2 separate regions of the Drosophila melanogaster genome follow, and region 1 is linked to region 2. A link is a contact called in public Hi-C data. All regions are on one chromosome and are shown on one strand. The core of a region is the stretch at or near the end of the contact, and the rest is flanking DNA. Distances in the headings are between cores, read along the strand shown.

Region 1 (6,915 bases), core at 4,140-6,639, 560 kb before region 2:
CGCAATTCCTAAATCAATTGTAATCTAAAAAAAAAATAGTTAAAGCCAATACACAAGTAAAAATCGAAATAAGAGCGAGTATCACGTCGATATAAGGTGAGCGAAGCACTTTTTTATTGGGAAAAACCTTTTTTTTAAGCCGATTAGCCATAAAAGCACAACGTAATTGAACTTTGGAGCTGCAAAAGTGTGCCCAATATTCGATAGCCGCACTGTGTGCGCTATCTAATTATAAGCTATTCATATTCCATCCAAAATCTGCTCTCTATAAATCGCATTCCGGCGACTTCCTGTCAACACTCACACACCAGCGCAAAAACAAAGCGAAAAACAATAAAAAATCGTAGGAAGAGCTACGAAATCCAGTCAAAACCCGTCCACTGTCCACATAAATGCAATAAATTTTGAAATCAGCGCTGGTATTTTTCACTATTTCCAACCAGACGACAGATATCACACCCCCTCGCCAATGATTTCCGTCCCCAAAAGACAGGAATACGAAAAAAGAGTATTGTGGCACGTATAACATTTGTTTTAAAGCGGTTTTGAATGCTTTTAAGACCCTTAATATTTTTTGTGGCTGTCATAAAGCATCTTGTAATAAATTAGCCGCGGGACCGGAAAATACATATATTTAGTTATTGTTTGTTGGTCAGGCAGACAGACGTAACAAATATTTGGTTATTTAACTTGGGGGGGCTTGGGGTGTGCCTTTGGCAGACTTTTGGGGCTTTGGACTAATGCCGTTTCATATTTAATTAATAATCCAAAAAGACTTAAATAAATTGGACGTTAATATTTGGGCCTATAAAAACTGTCTGTTCTAATATCTATATTCATTAAAATTTAAAAAAAATTCTAAATGTTAATCAAAACAGTTCATTTTGCTTACATTAATGTAATGTTAATATTTACAGAAGTCATCAAGTTTCTTTCAAATGAATATGGCACTATGAAACGCCCATACTCTGTTCTCCATTCTTACTAAAAAAAAAACAAACGAAAAAACTCCAGTTTAATTAGAAAGAACGCCATAAAATCGGGATTTTCTCACCTGAAACACAAAGCGCCTGACTTAGCTTTGATTAGATCTCGCAAAGACGGTTTTTTGGCTGAGAAAAAAGCTAAGAACTTCCCAGAAGAGCTTTATCTTTTCTGCTCTATCGGAGCCGCAAGGTTCTGGCTTTTCTTTGGCTCTGGCTCCGACTTTGGCTTTGACTATGATGGTTATTGCTATGGCTATATGGCTGTGAAGACAAAAGGCCCGGGCCATGGAGTTTTGATAGAGGAGGAACCAGAACCGAACGAAAACCAAGTCAAAGTCGCGTGTAGTATCTCCCCTCTCTATCTAGGTGGCTCGCCCCCCTCTCGCTCTCTCTCTCTCTCTCTGCCGCACAGCAGTAGGCAAATCACTTCCGTTCAATGAACCCATGCGTAAGCCAGCTCTTCATCAGCTCTTTTGCTTTTGCTCTTGCCTTTTGCTTTTCCTTTGCTATTGCTATTGCCATTGCCTCTTGGCTATGCCACACACATACACGCAAACACACACGCTCGCTCGCACACCACACACACCAACAGTCAGGAACACACACAGACCCTCACATGTGGCTCAGTCTCAGTTTTTTTCTCTTCGCCTTTTACATACAGATGTGGTGAAGTCAATAGAAGCGCCTAACTTTAATTTTAACTAGAATAAGGGAAAAAAAAAACAAAAATTACTACGAAACTGGCTCTCAATGGAAGCAAATGTGTAATCAGAACAAAGTTATGTTTTAGAATGTCAATACTCTAATGTTAAAAAGTACCCTTATATTTTGCCATTATGTTCAGTGCGAGTTACAAATTCATTGAAATCGATCATAAAGTCTTTTCCCCGACTGTAGGAAATTCCCACAGTCACACACACGTGCACGTAAAAGAGTTCCCATTGCTTTGTCGTCTTTGGCTTACCTTTACACATCCACATGGCCTCCCACCTTGGGTTTTCCCCGCACCCATTTGCAATTTTACCCCCCGAGAGCATAAGAATGTTACGCATACGCCTCGTATGTTGTCACGGAAAATTTGACTCACTTGGCCGGCACATTCCAAACATCTTAACGGTTGGCCATTAAAATGGTCATTATGTTTTGACTTACCTCCCCCAGTCGTTTACAAAAATGCCAAAAATTTTCGCTTAACCGAAACGAAAACTAAAACAAAAGTGTTTCGTTAAGAGTTCATGAGAAAATCGCAAAGCAGGCGACAGTGGCTCGATTGACCAGAAAATTAATCGAAAGCTAATTAAACAGCTGACGATATGGACACACACACACACAAAGGCACATGTACATATATAGGGCTAAATCAAGGTCTTTTGTTTTTGCCATATCACCGTCCCTGTCGCGCAATATATCGCTCATACGCCCCATGGCCGCTTATCAAGCGTCTGGTCTGGTTCTTCTGCCTGCTTCTGCGTCGCTTCTTTGGCTTCTGAACGGTGTGAGAAAAGGTGGAGCCAGGCAGCCGGTCTTATCACCAGAGTTCTCGTCTCTTCTCGCTTTTCTCTATATTTTTGTTTTTGCGTTTCGTATAGAGGTCCCAACACACAGGCGCACAAAAAAAAAAAAAAAAAAAAAAAAAAACAGAGATACCCATAGAACCCATGGACTTGAGCACCTGTCCAACGGGGCCGACGACGTCAACAGCACTTCCCGCGCCACCCACATGACCACCACGACGGAATCAGCAGCATTAAACATCGGAACAGCAGTAACACCACACACTCGAAAAAATTGAACCCATGGAATTCCGGAAGGGAGCTCTTAGATTTTAATAGCATTTTGGTATTTCCACAGAATTTCATATTAGAAAATAGGACTTGCAGATAACTGTGATTCTGTTGTATTTACACACAGATACTACTATAAAGATACATGTAAGTGTATCTAATAAGTCCACCTTAGCTTTTGAAATATATTCTAATTTCTGCGAGTGCACCACCAACACACACACAGCAAGCGAGTATTGAGATTAGAGAACGGACAGCAACTGACGAACGACGGGCGACAACATTCCCCAAGGTCATTAATAGTGCTGCAGTGGAGCATTCCGACTGGCGAGGTGGGTGGGATCGGGTGGGATAGCCCCGGTGCAGGCGGGCGGCGACTGATTGAGGGACCGCAGTCATTTCGATAAGGAAATCGCCAGCGAGATGACCAGCCAGATAATCACCTGTTGCGACGGCAATGCCGACTGCTCATTGATTGACCCCCAAAAAATTGGTGAAATAGTCGAGTGGTTGTGGTTATGGTTATGGCTACCAATCTCTCACTCCCTTGAGTTGATAATAAATAAAAATAAAAACACTAATTGTCGCGAGAGAAAACATTGTACGTTTTATTGAGAGCTTTAAATTAGAAACATTTTCAGAGTTCGCAGCTCAGCGAAAAAAAAATTCCGAACTACAAGGTTTTCGTTATCTTTTACAAAACATTAAACAACAATTTAAAAGTGATTCTTTTAGCATGTATTCAAAGAATTCTATATTTTCTTGGAAAGAAATCGAAGAAAAATCATATAATAAAGTGCGGATAGGAACATTACATTTTATGTCTCATTTAAGAATGTATCTTAAATCAAATTAACTAACTAACTAACCAGTTAGGCATACCCGACTCATAGTTCCCGCATTTATACCCTTTAAATTGAGCGAATCATTGGAGTTCGTAATCAAGTTTACTCACACACACACGCCGACTGCCGACTGGAAGACTCATATATAGTCATCAGTTCATTCCAATCGGAATCGGCCAGTTGTCTGGGTCGAAGTCTGAAATTTGCTGTTTTATTTCGCTTCGATTTTACTGTTTCTGCGATTGTTGTTACTACTTTTCGGATTCGTTTCTCCGCCTCCTTTTCGCACTTTTGTCGTCTTTTCCATTGTTTTCGTTTGTATATTTGTATATTTCGATCTGCGTTTCGTCTCCTTTCTTATCTGAAACTCAACTTTTTGTGATATCCGCCAGACGCCGCGATACTTTTGCGCCTGCATACATTTTCACTACAACAACGCTGGCAGCTAATAAATGCTAATTTCTGTTAGTTTCTATATAAAAAAAAAACACCAGACACACACTCATACACACACAAGACATGAAGGTTCACCGAATATCTGGAATTTGGGGGCTTTCTTTTGTCTAAAGTCTACACATTCATTCCCACCAGCTTATCAGCTTTGTTCATTCAAAAAATACGTATACAACAAATCGAGATTTGTGATTTGCAAAGGAACAACAAACACACACTATTTCCAAACTGGACAGACAAGCGGCGAAATCGCTAATCGATTGACATGCGGTCTTTGCCTGATTGTTTGAAGACGTCCCAAGAGTCCAGCTGAAAAGTCACAGATTAGGAGATTCGCAGGGCTTCGCATATGTAGAAATGAGAAGACAGCCCAGATTAGTCAACAAATATTTAAATATAGTATAGTACATTTGTACATACGTACAGGGAGAATGAAAAGGGGTGATTTAAAAGTGAAATTAAACTAAACTGCACACAGATAATGGGCTAAAAACCTGCATTTAAGCACAAAATTTCTACGAAAGATGGAAAATTTACAATTTATAATATAAAATAGTATATGTACTATCTGTCCTTGTGGACGTAACAATGACTAGCAATTATGGAAAGTAGAAGCCAAGCTAGATTGGCAAAAAATACTGTTCTGTTCAGATAGGTCCTAATAATCAAGAAATTTCATTTCACTGATTATAAATTGAATGATCACAATCTCTTTTATTAAAAAATTAGCATATTGATAAGTGGAAATTCCCAAAACTATCCTAAAAGTAATACATAAAATTGTGATGAAATTCAAGTTGTCTATAATAATGGAATAAGCATTCTAAATCTATAAATTATCTTTTAATACTCGATTTTCATAATGTTCTATACCACGAATTTGGTAGCAAATGAAAGCCATTTTCTTCATAGTGAGAACAAACCAAGTAATATTTAATATCAACCATGGAGCTAAGGGACTAACCCAACCCCATAGTATCCTTCTAGAAAACTCAGCTGAATCTGCGAGTGGAGCATGTCTGGGCCCGAGGAGTATCCGATTACTTGGAGCGACCCTGACTTGTGCCACGTCATGCCACTCGCTTCGTGCTCCGCTTGTGTGTGGTCAGTAGAGGGTATGGTATAGTGTGTCATATATGTACATATAGAGTAGATGTTGAGCATTCAGACAGCCAGACAGCCAGACAGCAGCGGATGCCGGTCGCAAAGGGGTAGGAGCTGGGGACGGGGAGAGGGGAGGGGGGGCCACCACCTGATAAGGCCATAAAGAGGCGAGTCGAGGCCTAGAAATGAAACGGAAGCTGGCTATCGCTGTGTGGAGCCATTGGAGCAGATCTACTGTGTGCAGCAAAGGCACCAGACACTTGACTAATGCTCCCCCTACATACCCATACATACGTATATATATCGCTACCCCATTCCCAACTAAATAAACCACACAATAGCGCGATAGCTGAAGAAAAGTAAAGAAAAGGAAAAAAAAGCGACAGAAACTCTTTCGCTTCTTGGAAATTTGTCTCGACAATCAGCAGACTCCCATGACTTAGGCAACATTCTTGGGTTTCTCATACAGTGAGAGAAAAAAAAAGGGTAATGCCATTGGGTAATCAATTCAATGGTACACTACTATTTCAATGCCAGTATTTTAAAGGGGAAGTAGTTTATGTAACATTTAAGCAATTCATTCATCTGCAAGTTAACTTCACCTTAAAAGTAAACCTTTTTTACTACACCATTTATAATCATTTTTCAAAAAGGTAAAAGAAATATAGAAAAAAGATTAATGACAGGCATCTTATATAATGGTTATTTCTTGGGCACTGCATTTTTTCTCTGCGTGCACATTTATTTTCGGCTTGGCAACCGCCCAGCGGCCACGCCCCCCTCGAGTTGAGCTTAGGGCCACTGGCTGCCTGTGGCCTACATTTTCGTGTGGCACGAACCCATCACTTGAAGCTCCCCAAGTGCAGATGTGTGTGTGTGTGCCTGTGTGCGTGTGTGTTGGCTTCATCAATGATTTATTTGCGTTTCGCGTGTGTCTGTGTCCTGCTGAAACTTCCTGCTTGAATGTTTTCGGTCCCTCGCACACACACACACACACACACACCCTGCTTTAACCCCGCTCCGCAACCCCCTTTATCACCTAGCTGCACCCCTTCGAAAATGTAGGTCAAATATTTATCTTCCGCCTGATATTACGTAAGATTATTTCTGTCTGGTGGCACATGAGTTTTAGTTTTTCAGCCAGACAGCAATTAAGACCCATCATAATTTTCTGGGAAAGGAAATCCCTTCAAAGCGCCGACACAAAGCGCTAAAAACACATTTACAATCGCCCCATGGCGTCATAGTTCAGTTAATACCTACCGGCCATATATATATACATACATTTGTACAACATATTATATACTGTGTGTCAGTTTTAATGTCTGATTCCATTGCGAATCGATATGGAATCGCAATGGAAACGCACACGTGCTGTGGAAACTCGGCATTGTGAGTTCGGAATTCTGAATCAATGAGCGATTACAAATGGAACCAAACTATATGTCTGCTGATAATGCCCGTAGACAGGCGGCAGGGGGAGGTGAAGGTGGAGGTGGAAAAGTTGGCAAATCGGTGGGAAAGGGTGATCGGGGGAACGAGACCGCTGCCACACCGAACAATTCCACGTGCTGTGGGCCCAAAGGCAAAACTAACAGCCGAAATGTTCAAATTTGAAATTCAAATTTTGACAACAAAAACGCGGCGGCGGTCTCTCTTTTTATTTACTCTTTCTCCTGTGTTTTTTTTTTTTTTTTTTGTTTTTCCTGCTCATAAAAAATCAAAATAAAATTCCGCAAAAAT
Region 2 (6,437 bases), core at 3,052-5,551:
GAAAGACCAAGCCAGCACCAAAAGCCAACACAAGACAAGCCAGGCCAGGCCAGCTTTAGGATGGAGAAAAAAGAAAGATATATAAAACTCAACTCAATCAATTAATGCTTTTTAAAAGCAACACTCGCAGCACAACACAACATCTCTCCCCAGCTGGCGCTTAAAAAGTGAAAACTTCAAGATCCAACAATAAATTCAGGAGTCGATGGGGGGAGGGGGGGTGAAGTGGGGGCTAAGATCGCTTGACAATGAACTATACTATAATGCGATGGCTGTCTGGCTCTATTTTCATTTTCAGATGTGGTGTAAATTGCCCCGCGAAGAAAGACTGAAAAACAGACTAACGAGTGAAAACGACAGCTTAGGCCGATCGATAAGTGAGCGTTGCATTTAGAATGAATGTCTCGGTTCGAAAAGGGAGTGCAGCGATAGGGTTTTTTTTTTTTTTTTAAGAAATAAATGGAAAATATTGAAATGTCTCCGTATTCAGTTAATTGAAGTGAGGAAATTAGCCAAGACAACCAACCAGCATGAACTGTCGTCACAAGTGGAGAAATCCATCCAAAGTGGCAAAGTGAGAGGTGGGTACCTCAAATGCTGTAAATTACCCACACCCGTCATTAGTCTATATCAATGCTGGACAAAACTGAGACCCAAATGAGCAGTGGTTTCTTGGAACACCTAATGGTGGTAAAAACAAAGGTTAAAGGGTTTCCAGTCATGTAGTTCTTTAATCCATTGTTATTCGATTGTTTGTAAATAAGTATAATTATTTCCTTATCAACGATACTCCTTATTAGAACTGACATCGAAGCCTTTCTAGGGTTATCGTTGGTCAAGGTTTCAACAGGTTCCCGAGTTCATTAGTTCATTGATGTCTAACAATTTGTTTGCCGAAAACTAGAGACGAGTCAATATGGCGATGTGAACAACCCAAGCAATGCCACCAGACCCAACCCAAGCCAAACAAACACTATATAGCAAGTAAACTCTTGCCGAACGATCCCTAGTCAAACCAGCATTGCATTGTAAACAAAATTGGGAAAAACGTGCCGCCGAAAGCTATAGAAAACCTAAAAAAAAAAACTGTAGATAGGCAAAACCTTATCTTATCGATACAAATTTAAACTACACATGTTGCTGCTTCTTTGCGGCGAGCATCTGAACTCCTTGGAGGCCAAAATGATAGGGGCCAAACCAGCTAGTGATCACCTCGAACTTCTGGCCAAATGTCTCCCGATAACGACGATTATCAATTAGTTACATTTTTTTTTTTTTGCTCGTTCTGACGCCGGTTAACGCCCATAAAGCGGAATATGCGTACAAATCGTTTATTAATTGCATTAATTACGTGGAATGCTGTTAAAAAAGAGCATAAACAACAACCGCAGAAACCACAGCAACTGAAAGCGGAACAAGTGTTTACGTCTGTTGATATTGGAGAGATAAGCAGTAGTATCATTGAACCGAGTACCGTAGTTCCGAGCCCTATGATTCCGAATAAAAAATCACCTCAATGGTGTGAGTAATTGTGGTTTATTGTTATTTACATTATCATTTGATGATTTCTACGTTTTTTGTTGTACCCTCGCTGCTTCGATTGATTGATCGCCGGACCATTAGGGTCTATGGATTACCTTATATAATCGCGTTGCGCATGCGTCGTCGTATCTGTTTGTTTTTATACGCCATTCATTTACATAATCAATAGGCCAAACAGAAAGAGCCATACAAATAAAGACAATAAAAAAAAACACGGCCAAAACATTAGCATAAAACTATTTCCACGAATCAGTGCTAAATAGTTTCCGATATTGAAAATATTTAGCATTTGGCAAACGTAGCTTCTGCGTATTGTTCATTGACAATCCGGCAAACTCGTCATTTTATTCAGATGAATCATTTTCATTTATTGTTAACTTTGTTTATTTGCCATGCCGTTGGCTGCTTGCTTTGCTGGTTTTTTCTTTTTTTTTTTTTCATTCATAAAAATGAAATATATCGGACCATTTTTTATTCGCCTCTTTTTTTCTCTCGTTTTTTTTTTTTTTTTTTTGTTTGTATTTGCCGCATTTGATTTGCTTTTGTAACAGTTTTTTATCACAATATTATATGCGTCTGCAGATATATGCGATTTTTTTTCCAGTTCGTTACGTTACGTATGAAAAGTGTCGGAAGTTGAAGATGCGATTGCCCTACAGAGAAACCAGTTCCCCGAAATTCCCACAAACCCAAACCCAACTCTTTTGTGACACTTTCGAGAGGAGATCTTGAATCCCCATCTCGGTGGCAGTCGCGGTTTCAGTCGCTCCCAGTGAGTAAGTCAAGTGAGTGAGTGAATTGTGCCGATTGTCGAGGTCTGCGTATGTGATAAGTGAAATATCACACACAAGATAATTGAGTTTCCTTATGTACATATGTACTTCAATGGTTTACATTAATGAACAAGTGCATAATATACTTTATGGAATTCAACTGAATGATAGCTTGCAAATGCGGACTTATTCAAAGTCTTTTCTGAGGAATTTATGGGGAAGTACGAAAATTTGATTTACGAGAAAGCAGGGCACAGATAAATATATAAAATATATATGAGACAAATATAACAATACTATTCGTATGTCAAGCAGAAGAAAGGTCAAAAAATAAGTTATAAATTAATTTTCAGCTAGCAAAATAAATCTTGTATGAAATCCTTAATTGCAAATAGAAAGCAAGACGTAAACAGTCGCTAATTAGGGCTGTCAATAATTTTAAATTGACAAAGTGTAAACACAAACTTCTTCCAGTTGAATTGAATTTAAAACGGAAGTTAAAGCTATTATACATTTATTTCCAGCATAAACTAAGATACTATAAGATATAAAAACATCTCGGTTTCCGCGCTGCCAAATGAAATCCCATTTCCACACATGAATGTTGGCCAGTTTTTATCTGCAATGTGTAATCGTCTGAAGAGGCCTATAAAAATAACAATATGTGGATCAATTGATGTGGTCGCCTTCGCTAATGATTCATTTACATTAGGTCATAAACGAATAAGTTTATGTTAGTCTGTTAAGGGCATTACGCATCAGTCGAGTGAACAAAGAGCATCCAGTATCTGAAGGAACTACAAGTATAGAGTATGTGTGTGTGTGTATCTTCTGGATCGCTTATCGCATCGGCCACATTTTTTGCCTACTAAGCAGTCCGGATCGGTCGGTTTTATAATTATGCTGTCCGTGTATCGCTCATATCTTGAAGCTCCCTTCTCTGTTTTTTCTGTGTTTTTTTCTGTCTTTTTGCATCAGCATCAATATTCATTGCGACAAGCTCAATCTGCATCTTTTGTTCACTTCCACGCCCAAGATTCGCAACTGGAGAGTCAAGTACACGGAAAAAATAGATTTATACTGAGATCTTAACTGATCATTAATATAATTTATCAGTTAACAGCGTGTCATGTTTAGCATTTGCATTTGGAAGTATGACTTCCCCTATTCTAAAATGTCTTCTCAATTAACGAAATAGACTTCGAATGTTTTTTTAAATGTCTTCAGTACACATTCAGTTGAATGAAGTGGCTTTATGATCGCTCAACAGATGCGAAAACATAACCGCATCGGCAGCAAGTTTTTTATGGCTGTTGGTCGGCAGAATACAAAAGACAATACGTCATAATAACGAACCAAGGAAAGGCAATATTCCAACATCAACCACACCAAGTGCACGATGATAAAAAGCAGTTTATAACATACATATACTAAGTGCAAACATCACGATATGCGACGGATGACGGCTATGACCCACCAACCAAGCTAGCGACAATGCCCTGATTACACTCGACATCCCATTGTTTGTTTCTATCTCGGTGATCAATCATGAACATCAGATAATAAATTTACTTCTCTGATGTAAGAATTTCACCAGAACAATGTTTTATTAAAAGTTCACTGTACCTCATTATGATCGGTAATACTCTTATGAAAACAAGAACTTTATATTTCATAGATCGTTATGAAAGTTGGTATATGCTTAGAAGTGGAAACAACAAATGTTGTCTACAGGTAAGAAATCTGGATGTTTTATAACTCTGTGTTCTATAGAACATTCTGCTCTTCGGCTAAGCATAAGCACTACCTACCTACTGCTTCTTGAAACCAATAAACCCATTTTTTCTCTACAAGTACTGTCAATAGAATTGTTGAAAACAAAGATAAGCATTACAAACACAGCGAATCTTCTTTATAAACTGGGCAGCAAAGTATTTTAGGGTAAGAGCATAGCCCTGACCTCAAATGAAACCAATTCCCTGCTGGCCAGGGCATATCCGCCATATGTTTTTAGTGGCTGCGTCTGCAATGTTCGGCTGGTTGTTCAACGTTCAACGTTCAGGGCGATTCACTGAGGGAAAAGTGCGAACCCAAGAGAACCCTTGAAGAAAAGAAATACCGACCGAACGGTTCGGTCCACTGACGTAAATTTCCACGCTTTTCGCCTGTTTATAAGTACATTTTTTTGCGCCCGTTTCATTTAACATTTATTGGTTTTGTTTGCCATTGTTGTTTATACACGTCGGCGGCAGTTTCGAGTTTTTATTTATGCAAAGTCAAAGTCGAATGGATACTACTGAGGTGGCAGTCGATAAAACAAAGACAGAATTAGCAAGCCCATTGAGGTATTTGCTGTTCTACTTCGAATTCTACAACAAATAGTAGATATACGAAATTAAATTATACTAAATTATAAAGATGTGGTTTCAATAAACTGGCATTGTTTAGGTTTTAATGAGTCAAAGTAAGATATAAACAATATTTATAAAAATATCCATAGCATCCATAGCATACAAAGGATTCAAATTCTGAACTATCTCAGCTGCCTTAATACATCAGGTAAAAAGTTAAATTTCTTGTGGTAAATACAAATTGTTAGGATTTTTACAGAAAACCAAATTGTAAAGAATTAGTTTTGCATCCGTAGAACTTTTGTTTCAAGCAACCCCGACCGAAAAACCGATATAAAAAGAGGAGGAGGAAACAATGCAGCGCTTGTGAATAACCATATATAATAATAATCAGGAAGCGAAACCTCGGCCGTCTGGAAGTGGGCGATGGAAGGGAGGAGTGGAAGGGGAGGGGCCCTTCCAGACGTCGGATGACGATGACGGCTTATCGACTTATAGACAAGAACGTTGTTGTTTCTGCTGTTGGTTGTGGGGTTTGTTGTTGTTATTGTTGGTAATGCCATTTGGGACAATGCGGCTTTGTCGTTTTTGCACTGCAGTTTTTGCCATTTGTTTGTCTAGTCCAACAAAAGCGGGTATAAATTTTCATTTATTCCTCGGCTCCTCGCTCTTTTCTGCACTTATCAGTATTCGCAGCAGACAGTTTTCCCTGGGCCATCAGCAATTGTCCACCAGGCAATTGTGCAAATAGCCTATTAACTGTGTATGGCCAAAGACTAAGACTGAGGAGAATCAGAAGGATAACTAAGATAAAGATTGAAACAAAGGGAAAGGAAGCAAATCGGACGGAAAATGTGATTTAGGAACAAATTCTGAATTTCTAAAAAGAAGAATCCTTGCAAGGTTAAAGGTATAGTAAAAAGAGTACAATCTGTTTTTTAACCCTGTACTGTAAGATCATGTTCGGCATTCTTTGCTTAAACACTGGTATGGTTTCTGTAATATATCCTATAAATTTGCTAAAATCGTTAGCAAATAGTGTTTATTTCGTTTTAGTATTGGAAAATAAAAAGCCATCCCAAAGATTTCTTAATTCAAACGAGGTGGTTTCTTACAGGCAGTCAAGGGTTTTTAAGAAATCCTTTGATATTTTTCTTAACTGTAAAATTTTACAATAGTAATATGTCCTTAAATTAGCGATTAAATACACGTTACTTTATATAGGTCAAATTGTATCTGATTCCAGAGCTTAAAAATCGAGTAGTTTGAGAACTGTACAGATAGAAGTTAAACGAAAGAGCAACAGGCGTTGGAAAAAGCTCGCGAAAGCTCTTTTTCAGCCAGGCAACAAGTTGCGAATAACAGGACTAACGGCAGAGAGAGAGAGTCAACTCGGGAGATGCGTGGGAGCGAGACAGAGAAAGCACTAGTCCCACTCTCTTCCAGCAGCAGCTGCTTTCTTGGTTTTTTCTTTTCGTTCATCCGCCGTGTTTGTAATTTACACAAAACAAAACGGCAAGAAAAACAATACACAATTCATTTGCACAAACGTACGCTTGTTCATATGTAGGTACGATTGTGGATATTTTCGGACTATTGCAAAAACGTGCAACAATGACGTCGATCCGCTGCAATAACAACAGCACCAGCAGCGGCAACAACAACGGCCAAAAGGCCAGCAGCTGGAAAGTACACAAACAAAAACGATGTGCCAACTGATGGAATTAAACACTATTTGCCTCTCTCTTCGCGTCTCCTTTGCACTCTCTTC

What was found. A called contact is a pair of places that touch in the nucleus more often than the background predicts.
Region 1: a contact with region 2 is called in a Hi-C map of the Kc167 cell line, with 3 times the contacts expected there. A contact is called at or near these places in 1 of 107 Hi-C or Micro-C datasets (the Kc167 cell line) and 1 of 7 datasets of targeted methods (the Kc167 cell line).

What each region holds. Positions count from the first base shown.
Region 1 is chr3L:16,156,850-16,163,764 of dm6, reverse strand. It overlaps CG5151, which reads left to right. Exons shown (of 5, transcript NM_001259861.2): 1 at 1-96. Among named protein-coding and RNA genes, the nearest start is that of CG5151, 4.4 kb to the left of the region's middle.
Region 2 is chr3L:15,593,190-15,599,626 of dm6, reverse strand. All of the region lies in intron 1 of RhoGAP71E (Rho GTPase activating protein at 71E), which reads right to left. Among named protein-coding and RNA genes, the nearest start is that of RhoGAP71E, 7.5 kb to the right of the region's middle.